Linked DNA regions of Zea mays: region 1 is linked to region 2. The links are chromatin contacts, called in public Hi-C maps. All regions are on one chromosome and are shown on one strand. The core of a region is the stretch at or near the end of the contact, and the rest is flanking DNA. Distances in the headings are between cores, read along the strand shown. Region 1 holds the start of LOC103626030 (protein FAR1-RELATED SEQUENCE 5). Region 2 holds the start of LOC103626027 (probable WRKY transcription factor 2).

The links. Hi-C and Micro-C count contacts between places; a contact is called where the count stands out from the background.
Region 1: a Hi-C map of ear shows a contact between it and region 2, with 3 times the contacts expected there. The contact joins the promoter of LOC103626030 here to the promoter of LOC103626027 in region 2. A contact is called at or near these places in 7 of 25 Hi-C or Micro-C datasets (bundle sheath, ear, endosperm and 3 more).

What each region holds. Positions count from the first base shown.
Region 1 is chr5:16,282,282-16,287,844 of Zm-B73-REFERENCE-NAM-5.0, reverse strand. LOC103626030 (protein FAR1-RELATED SEQUENCE 5) reads left to right here and starts at 3,113. Exons shown (of 3, transcript XM_008646415.3): 1 at 3,113-5,563. The coding sequence starts at 3,542. LOC103626031 (protein VAPYRIN) reads left to right here. Exons shown (of 1, transcript XM_008646416.3): 1 at 1-295. The coding sequence ends at 52.
Region 2 is chr5:16,024,624-16,030,395 of Zm-B73-REFERENCE-NAM-5.0, reverse strand. LOC103626027 (probable WRKY transcription factor 2) reads right to left here and starts at 2,970. Exons shown (of 3, transcript XM_008646410.2): 1 at 2,458-2,970; 2 at 1,754-1,936; 3 at 567-1,407. The coding sequence starts at 2,489. The coding sequence ends at 1,188.

The DNA.
Region 1 (5,563 bases), core at 1,864-4,363, 260 kb before region 2:
TGGGAAGGAGGGATTCGAAGCTGCCGTGGTTACCTTTGGGTGGTCACACTAGCCCACTGCCCCACTGCCAAGAGCCCAAGAAGCAGCTGACCATCAAGGTGGATTCGTTCCAAATTGTGATTAGTTTTGGAGGAGGCGATAATTCATATATTTGTTTTGAAGTTACAGACGAGTAATATATGTGGTATACTTGTAAAAAGATATTCCCCAAAAGTAGACTTTTCTTCTTTTTTCACTTTGTTGTATCACACTGTATACAATGATGGCAATGGTTGTAGTTGACGACTTGATAATATTAGAGCAACTCTAGTAGTTCTCTAAATAACTCTCAAAATCTTAAATTTAAGAAGTAAACAAAAAATCATTCTCTAATAATTCTTCAAATGAACTTGTTAAATTTAGTTACTTCTTCAACCTCATTTACCCTTCAAATCTAGCATCTCGCTAACAACTCACTAAGAGCAACGCCATTAGTTCTCTAGAAAAAGCCCCCTAAATTTATATTTAGGAAGTCGAAAAATAGGTATAGAGAGTAAGAAGTAGCTTGGTCTCCAGCAGGTTCCCGTATTTAGACAGTAATTTAATTTTGAATCTAACTTTGGTATGCATATGCTCCCGTCGTACTTGAACCAAAGGACCTATAGGAAGGTTGCATAGAAGGTTTGGTCGAATCTAATTTTGAATCTAAACCCTAGTTGCTAGAACCTTTGGTTAAGGTAAGAACCGATCAAACCCCCTATGCAGCCTTTAATCTACCCATTAGACAACAAGTAAAAGAGGCATAAGATCAAATCGAATCATTTACCTCTTGATGGAGTAGTGATGGACATATAAACTTGATGGAGCATGGTGCAAATACATTATAAAGCATCTTGCTTTATGTAAATACAATTGTGTGTTGTGTTCAGTTGCATTGTATACTATATTTCTTTATGCAATGTGAAATAATTGTGTGTACCGTTTTTGAGTCGAAGTGAAAAAATACCTTCCTTTTTTCACGCTTCGTAAAGAAAATCCATTTTCTGCAAGATGTTGGAGGGACAAGGAGGGAGGCACGGGGCAAAGAGCAATACAAAACCCACACGTCGACGCGTTTGGGATTATCGGACGAAGCGATAGAAGGCAACAGGGTCACAAGAGGATGCACATATGCGGAGGAGCGCGACAGCGGTGGTCCATACGACATGCGAGGAGGAATGCAATTGACGAGGATGGCGCCCGATGAGTTTCAAGCGGAGAATGGAGCTTCAATTTTTTCAAAGATAATTGGTATAATACCCATCTGTTGCAACGGCACACATGGCGACGATGGTGGTTGAACCATCAATGGTGTCTGTGGCGGTGCATGATCTAGCGTACGTGGTCACGGTCATGGTTGGTGATGTCCAGAGAGGTCCCACAGTCGAAGGGGTGGGTGTCATCAGCGTGATGTTTCTCAAGCTCATGCCACACGTAGAGGAGCAAGAAGGGCGCATTTGGGGAGGGGTGTGTGCAGGTGCGATGGCATCACGACGAACGACAAGGAGAGGAAGAAGGAGGGATCGAGAGTGGATATCGGGTAGAGGCACGCGTCCACAGAGAATCAGAGTATTCGACCTAGTGATAGTTAGAAAGAGTTGGCCAATACAGAATCTCATGCGCCTCTCATTGATGAACCCCTTTTTCCTTTATCATCTACTGGTGGTTGATTGATTGAGCGCCGGTCTCACTCATTCTTTATGAGCGGAAGCCATGCACCTATCACCTATAACTAGAGAAGTACTATAGCGCACCTGGAGAAGTACTATACGACACGGCACCTTTGGCGAGGACTCAACTCAACAGAGAATGATTTGACAAACCGAGCGCGAGGAACTGGGCCTCATGGTTGCAGCACTCGACCTCGTGCTCCATGGAGGAGAGCACCTTCTTGCCCTGCTGCACGATCCATTGGTTGAGGAGGCGTGACTCCCGCCTTCGACTGCGCACCGCCGATGTCTTGGCCTCGCACGTCGGACTAATGGTTTGTGATGTCTACCCTTGTCGTAGCGGGGCAGGAGGAGGAAGGATGGGGAGAAGCAGTCGTCCATGTGGTCGCAGAGGGGAGGGAGCCAAAATGAGGAGGCTTGGACCACATGTTGATTAAAAAAAGTTTTTTAGAGTGTTGACATACAGTGACAGTGAAAACTAGTGCTTTAGGCTATGGCCAACAAATTGTGCATGGTCGTGCAAAACACTGTTTTGCACTATAGACCGTAGTGTTTACAAAGTGAAATTTAAAAGAAGAGATGATGAAATAGCTGCCGGAGATAGACTTACAATAGAGAAGAGGAGAGAAGTGCGAGTGGAAGCTTTGCGGTAGCGGTTGACTAGCAAAAGTGCTCGTATGTTGCTGCAATTTCTATTTATGTTTAAGAATATAAAACACAAAGAGATATGTGTTTTGTTGGCTAGGTGAGTGTGAATATAGGTTTGAAATCAACAAACATGGTTCAAATCCTCATTTATGCATAATTTTAGTATTTAAATGTGAGATAGAACAATGGCAGTGGAATCGTGGAACCATAAAAACTAATATTTTAATATAGTAGAGATAGAGATGAAGACAGAGATTGTCGTGGATGATTGCAGGATCGGCTGGCCACTCAAATTCCAGTTCAAGTTCTTATTAGGGGACCAGGTGAGAAGTACCCCCTATGTCCCAAAATATTCGTTTTAGATTAATCACATATTCATTAAATAACATATGTATGTAATTTTCATATTTTTTAAATTTATTATCATTTGAATGAATGTGGATGAAAAAATAGGCTAGAAAGAACTATATTTTAGAACGGAGAGAGTAATAACAACGCGCAAAAAGTACAGTTTATACCTAATAAGAAAAAACATGCCGTTCAAATCAACTGGTTAGTGGCAACCAAACCTTTTTTCGCAAATAAAATCGGGAAAAAAAGTACGAAGCCCTATTTTGGGCCTTTTTGATCACCATCCGATGATCCATTCCACCCAGCTGCCGTCAAAGTACAGGCAATCGCGGTGGGCCACGGAACAAACCCAAGCAGCGCGCGGCCCCACTCGCATCCGGTCCCGGCGGCCGGCGCAAAAGCAAACAAACCCTAGCGAGCCGGACACGGACCCTCCCGCTGATCCGGTGCGCCCGGTCAAACCCCAGAACGCCCCTTCGTCCAGTCACGCTCCCCCAACCCCTCTCCGCGGTCCGCCCCCCTCTCACCCCACCCATCGTCCCTCGCCTCCTCCCGTCCCGCACCTCGCCGGAGCACCGCCCCCCTCGCCGGAGCACCGCCCCCGCCTCCCTCGCGCATCCCCCTTTTTACCATCTCCTCCGCCTATCTCTGCTCCCCTTATCCATCCTCGAGCTCGCCCGCCGCGTGGATCGCCTCGACCCATTTTACTTTTTTTTTGTACCTCCCCGCCCGAGCGTTAGCTGGTGGGCGGATGTACGTGTCTTGGCTGGAGATGGAGATGCCACTGGCTTGACGGATTGATCTCGGGGAGCTGCCTTTAGTGACCGGCCGCCCTCGGCCTCGCCGCGGCGGCCATGGACACGGAGAGGGGGGCGGGCAGCGAGCAGGGGTCGCCCGACAGCGAAATGGGAGACGGCGACAACGACAGCGTCGGTTACGGCGCAGAGATGGAGGTGGACGCCGGGAGCGGCTCGGCCGGGGCCTCGGCTCCGGCGAGCTCGGCGTCCGCATCGGCCTCGGTCTCCGCGTCAGCGTACGCCGCGCGCGCCGGCGCCTACGACGGGGTCGACCCTTTCGAGGGCATGGAGTTCGACGACGAGGAGGAGGCCTGGACGTTCTACAACGTCTACGCCCACCGCGTGGGCTTCAGCACCCGGATTAGCGTCATGCACAGGTCGCGACGGAACGGCTCCGTCATGTCCCGCCAGTTCGTCTGCGCCAAGGAGGGATTCCGCACCTACCGCGGGAAGAATGAGGTTTCACGTGGTGATGCCGTAGACGCTGGCGACGACGATAGTGGGAGGGGTCGGCGGACGCGGGCTGTCACCAGGGTTGGCTGCAAGGCCATGATCCGGGTGAAGAAGCAGGACAATGGCCGCTGGAGTGTGACCAAGCTGGAGACTGCACATAACCACCCCCTGGTCCCTGCGAACCAGGCACACTGTCTGCGCCCGCACAAGCCACTGTCAGAGTGTGGAAAGCAGCGGCCTTTTGGGGGCCATCGAAATGGCAGTTTGCCTCTGGCAATTGAGCCACCGCCACCTCCTCTTACACCGCCTGTTCCTCATACAAGCATAGCTCAAGTGGTTCCTGAGTATGTTTCGGATGGTATCGGGCATGACACTAGAGTAATTTTGGATTATGTCAAGCGCATGCAAGCTGAAGATCCAGCGTTCTTTTATGCCATGCAATTTGTTGAGGGGCGTCCAGTGGGGAATGTGTTTTGGGCCGATTCGAGGGCTAGGACGGCATACAAAGATTTTGGAGATGCCATCATCTTGGATGACTACTGCAAAAGGAGCAAGCATGAACTTCTACTTGTTGCTTTTACTGGAGTTAATCACCATTGCCAGCCAGTCCTATTTGGTTGTGCCATCATGGCACATAACAATGAGACATCATTTGTTTGGTTGTTTGAGACATTCCTCTTAGCAATGTCTGGACAGCACCCTACCTCTCTTACCATGGAGCATGATAATGCTTTAAAGTCAGCTGCTTTGAAAGTATTTCCTCTAACTAGGCTCCAGTTCTGTAAGTGGCACATCATGAACGAAGCACAAGATAAGCTGTCATATCTCCTAGATGTGTTTCCATCCTTCCATGAGGACTTTATCAATTGCATCAACATGTCTGAAACAATCAATGAGTTTGAAGCAAGTTGGAAGGCATTAATTTCTAAGGTCAGCTCTCAAAAAAGTGAATGGATTGACTTGATGTACAGCTGCCGCCATCAGTGGGTCCCCGTATATCTGAGAGATACATTCTTTGGGGATGTGTCATTAAAGCTGCAATGTTCAAGCAGGAGTTCGTTGTTTGAAGGTTATATCAGTGCCAAAACTGATTCACAGTCATTCATTCAGCAGTACGAAAAAGCTTTAGACTGTTGTTACGAGAAAGAGGTGAAGGAAGAATTTGAAACAAAATATTCACTTCCTGATATGAAGACATCATCTCCTATAGAAAAGCAAGGAGCGGAGTTATATACAAGGTCAATGTTTTTGAAATTCCAACAGGAATTGGTTGGTGCCTCTGTTTACACTGCTGACATGGTGAAAGAGGAGGGCGATGCTTCAATTTATACAGTGACCAGATCTGAAGGAAGTGAGAAGTCTGTAACAGTTCAGTTCAGTTCTTCTGGAAGTTCGGCGACATGTAGCTGTCATATGTTTGAATATTTTGGTATTGTCTGCAGGCACATACTTACCGTGTTTGGCATAAGAGGTGTCTCTGCACTCCCTTCTCATTACTTTGTAAAAAGATGGACAAAGAATGCACTGGATAGAAGCTCAGGCAAGAATGTTGACGAAGTTAGCAGAGTTGCGGAGCCCAAGGAGGAGCAAAGAAGTAGCGCTGAAGATGATGAGCAGTCCCCGACA
Region 2 (5,772 bases), core at 1,721-4,220:
GCATATCTATCCTGCAGCTGCAGTGATAAAGTTGTCGGCATACGTTAGCTTCTTGAGGCACTCACTACTGATTGACGCCTTGCTCTCTGCAAATGATTGAAGTGTTAAACGGATTAGGCTTATCCCACTGACAAAGCTACCTTTGAAGTGTCGCATTCAGTCGAGAGGCGATGTTGTCCTTGAGGTTTTCCACTCGAAAACAACTCGGGAGGTTTTCCACCGCTAGCACAATGTTGTCCTTGAGTAGGGATGGCAACGGGCATATTTTACCCGCGTGTCCGCGGGTAAAAACCCTATAGTGTGCGGGTTTGGGTGTGAGTTTATACCCGTGGGTACGGGTACGAGTTTGATTCTCAACCCAACGGGTTTTTTCTTGTGGGTATGAAAATGTTGTACCCGTGCCCGCAAACCCGCGCGTGTGTGTATATATATATATATATATATATATATATATATATATATATATATATATATATATATATATATATATGTATGTATGTATGTATGTATGTATGTATGTATGTATGTATATGTATGTATATATATAATATGACAACTTGTGGGCATTGTGCCCGCGGGTGCCATAAACCCGCGGGTAGCGGGTTTGGGTAACATACGCTACCCGTTGCGGGTAACAGGTGCGGGTACGGGTTTAACATTAATCTTGTAGATACGGGTTTGTAATCTCTATACCTACGGGTTTTAAACCCGTTGCCATCCCTATCCTTGAGGTTGATGTTCACTTTTCAGATTAGGATTGCAAAAACAAAACATAATAGCGGCTGTGCTAGTTCCCACTTCCAAACCTCAGTCCAAAAATATAAGAAGATGAATCTAGACACATATATAAAACAATTACTGTATGGATTTATTAATTATCTAAAAAAGAATTTTGATTTGGGATAGAGAGAGTATTTTATTTTTGATGCATAAAAAAACCATATGCGCCATCGTCCTAATTACTAGGACAATAACAGAGTTGATCGGAGCGTGCAGCAACAGCCAATCCGCACTCAACATCACGTTGCGCCGGCGCAAGGCGTCAACCGGCACCGGCAGCACCAGCCACCTGCCGCCGCCGTCGTCCGTTGCGCAGCGAAAGAGATGGAACCTGGAAGCAGCGGCAGCCAGAACTGATGCATGCGTGGCGCGACGCCGGCCGGCCTTCCTCCTCGCGTTGTCAGGTGTCACCCTGACCCGGCCGGCCCGGCGCCGAAGTACTGCGCGCCCAGCTCGTATCTGTTGGAGGCGCCGCCGCCGCCGCCCTGCTCCGGAGCCGCCGGCGGCGCGGCGCCGTGCTGGTGCGCGCCATCGTAGACGACGCGGAGGGCCGCGCTGGGGTCGCGCGGGTGCCACTCCACCTTCTTCTTGGCGCCGCACAGCCTGTGCCGGCACCGGAAGTAGCTCCTGCGCCATTGGACCATACACACATGACACATGCATGGACCCACCCACACGCCACGCCCACCATCAGTTCTGTGTGCAATTTGCTCGCCCGGCCGGCCGGCATTATTTGCTGGTTGACCGTGATTAATAGAGCGAGGACTCTTCTTCGGTTGATTCTTCTTCTCGTGACGATAAGATCAAGCAGCAGAGCATTGCATGCACGGTGGGTGATCGATGGGCGTCACATCGACTCAATTAAAACGATTTGATGCACAGGATCGGAACGAACGAATAAGATGCGTGGACAGCTATATATATAGTCAAAGTTGCACTAACTACATGGAAATGGATCGAAGGGAGAAAGTACCTGATTTTCTGGATGTTCTTGATGAACTTCTGGCCGTACTTCTTCCACTCGTACCCGTCCTCGGGCACCACCATCAGCTGGCTGCCGTTGCCGGCCTCTGCCTCCGCCGCCGCCGTCTCCTCGTCGTCGTCCTCCTCCCTCCTTTGGTTTCTCTCTTCTCCTCCGCTCACTCTGCATGCATCACTACAGTTGTGGCTAGAAACGTTAGCTACGCATAAATCGTCGTCGTCGAGAACCTAACCTATCTGTTGGGTGCTTAATTACTTTATAATCCGCTTCGTCTACAGTGATGCAGAACTAGTAGTATATAGCAGCGTAAACTAGGCGGTTCATACTTAGATCTATTTATTTGCTCCAAGCAGCCAGGGATGATATTTGAGACGTATACATAGGAAAGTGAGTCTATATATAGTTCATATATAGTATTAGGCCACGCATACATATATCATGAACTTGAACGACATCTGTTTGTGGACGACAATATATATACATCTCCATGTTGCTGCATGAGAATTTGACAAAAAAAAAAAAAACAATAATAACGAACCATGCTGCATGAGAACCAAAGGTATGATAAGTTGTCAACCAATAATAAACCGAGTGTGGTCCCGTTTTAGGCAAACGCATCAAAACATCATAGAAAGAAGAATAAAACCATTCTTTTGATGATTGCCAACGAACGAGAGAGAGAGAGAGATGCATACATTGTGGCTGGCTGTGAGCTTGAATCGTCCATGGATGCCGGCCGGTGACCGTACGTCGTCGTCTACGTCCTGCGCCCTAACGCTGCTCCCATGTCATCGCAAAGCTCAAGGAATGAAACGTTGAGACTAGAGAGGGCCGGGAGAGCAGTGACGAGAAAGCTCTTTGGGTGGTATATTTATTATCAAGGCTTAGTCAACCGAATTGAACCTTCTTAGATGCGACGTCAACTTCTGTCAAGACGGGATGGCAGAACTTTTGGGTTTCACATGCTGTCCTACCCAACTTCGCCATGCACTTTTGATCGAACCAGAAAAACACTGTGATCTCATCATCTCCTTATACTCCTTACACTGTGATCTGTCAATAGTGCCTAAATCCACAATAGATCAAAATCCCTCTCAAAGCTCTCTCGAACCACTTCAATCCACCTCAGCTCAACCCAAGCAACTAGGTGTACGTGGAAATAAGATACACAACTAAGAACTTGTTCGGTTAATCCTGTTACCCATAAATTGGATGAGATTTTAAAAAAAAATTAAGAAGAAATTTAACTCGTTTGAGATTTAAACTCACTCGATCCACATGGATTGAGAGCTAACCGAACAAGGCCTAATATTTGCAACAAAAAGTTACAACTGGATATTAGTCCCTTTAGTCACTAACCGTCCGATTGGTTACCCGCATAATCTCATCATTAGCCGTATTCTAAGGATGGGCACGGATGCGTGGCTGACGTCACTTGTCTTACGTCAGTGACAGTTCCTCGTGTTGCGTGGTATTGTTCCAAGAAGCTGCTGCTGCCTCGTTTCCTTTTGCCTTTATTTTTTTGAGAGAACAGGAGAGGAGCCCTACTGAACCTTTTGCCTTTATTAGCCAGCGGTAAAAAAAAAGTAATTGCCCCAAAAGGAAAAAAACACTCCTATGGGGAACAGGAACTGTACAGACGAAATAAAAGCGTGGTACGTAAAAATAAACCGATCTTTTTTGTTGTATGAAAATAACATCGTCATCTGATAATGGTAATACATGCTGGGATGCCAATTAAAACTATTTGTCGCCCTGGCCTATATGCGCCCCTGCTGTGATGTGGCCCATGCATCGGCGTGCTCGTAATGTTCATGGGCACAATGGTCCGTTCCGATGCGACGACAGTGGCGCGCGGTGGTGGCTGAGGAGGATCTGGATGCGGATGAGAGACGCGCTGGGGATGAGCCAAGACTATACTCTGGTTTGAGGCATCGCCTAATTATTAAGAACGGATGCGCTGGGAAAAGAAAAGAAGCAGCGTGAGTAGTGTGATTGATTTCTAGAAATGTCATTTTCATTGGCGTGGGGGCTAGTTTGGAAAATTATAGATGTTAATTTAGAAAATCAAATCTCCTCTAAGATTAGAGGGGCCCAATCTCCCCTCGATCCTAGAGAGGATTTGGGTTTTCAAACTAACACTAGAAAATTAAATCCATTCTATGATTAGAGGGGATTAAAGATGCTAGTCTAAAAACTTAAATCTTCTTCGAAATTAAAGGAGCCTAATTTTTCTCAATCCTAAGGGATTGAAGATGCTAATTTGGAAACTCAAATGTCCTCCGAAACTAGAGGGGATTTGAATTTTTTTAGTAGTTTGTTTATATATGGGTGCCGGAGGAGGGAGGACTCTTTATTGGTCGATCTCTCTTCTGCCTGCCCATGTAGCACTGCCTACCTATACAAGGACGAGACGGAAGCTGACCTGGTGGATCTCTCCTTTCTGCTACGGGGGGCCGATTGACGTGCTCAAGTCTTTATGTATGGTAGGCAATAATCCTGCCATACATAGGGGTGAAAACGGGACGGGATTACCCGGCAGGTACCGGATATGGGTACTTAAAATACCCTGTTTTTCGGGTACCGGATACGGGTAATTTTGTATACGGGTCGGATATGGATACTACCTGGATATGTATCAGTCGGATATGTGTAGGATACAGGATAATCACTATCCGGCAAATACCCGAGAAGTACGGGTAGGATACGGGTACCCGGTTACGCTTCCGTTCCTGCGTGTGTTGTGCCTGTGCGTTGTTCCAGCGTGCGTTTCAATTTTCTAGTGCCTGCTCGTTTTAATTTTGAAGTCTAGTCGGCCCACCACATGCAAACTAAACAGGCCCAGTCAGCCAGCCAGCCCCGGCCAGCCCATCCGACCATCTGTTCGTCGTTCAGACTTCAGACGACCACGCGACCAGCCGACCACGGACTCACACGGAGACAGGCGCCGCACCCGCACGGCCGTAGCTAGCCCTAGCCGCCAGGCACCAGCGGCCAGGCGGAGGCCCGAACGAGGACGACTGGACTGCCGAGCATCTCTTATTTTGTTTAGTCAGGTGTTTATGTCACTGAGATGGAGGATGTAAATCAGTTTTCATGTAACTGAGAATCTCTTATTTTATTTAGGAATTGACAGCACCATAGATGTAAATCATATCAAGATGTAAATCATATCACCTGTGTGAAATATCTACTATTTGTTATATACCTGTGGACTTGTGGAGTATGCCTAAAAGAGGGGATATGCTGCTGATTTTTTTTGAAATTGTGTTTTTAGTTCTATAATGAACTTGTGGTTAGTAACTTGAATTGTATGTGTCTATTTTGTCAATATTTGGCTTTTTCATCAGGACGGACTATCCGACTAATATCCGTTATCTATCCGGGTAATATCCGATATCCGTTTCTTACCCACTCTATTTATTACCCGATCTCATCCTGTATCCGTCCCGGATTTTAACTATCCGTATCCGATCCTGTATCCGAGAAAATTGTATTAGGATAGGATATGAGATGACCTAGTATCCGTCCCGTTTTCACCCCTAGCCATACATTCGGAGACAGCTGAAGCTGTTAGCTCATTTTCCGACCACAACCGAGTCTTGCTGCTGCTGCTGGATCGCCTCTCGCTTGACTAGCAGTAGTATGGCAATGAGTACCCGCGATTCGATACCTGATGGATATTTACTCCATTAGGGTATATATGTGGGCTAAATATTCTACCCGTGGGTCTGTTATTGGACAAAAATCTTCACCCAATGGGTAGGCAGGTATTAAAACGTTCCGTCTGCACCCATACCCGTTGACCCGTGGGTATAAAATAACCAATATAAACTTAGCCCAAACATGAACTTGGACTTTAGTCATCCATCTTTTTTACTATTTAACAACCTTTTAAACCATAATGTCATAGAAGGCTTAACGGCAATTAATGACCATTTGTAATGATGCTAGAAAATTTTGTAATGGTATTTATATGGATATACTTGATATTTGTATAGTATAATATT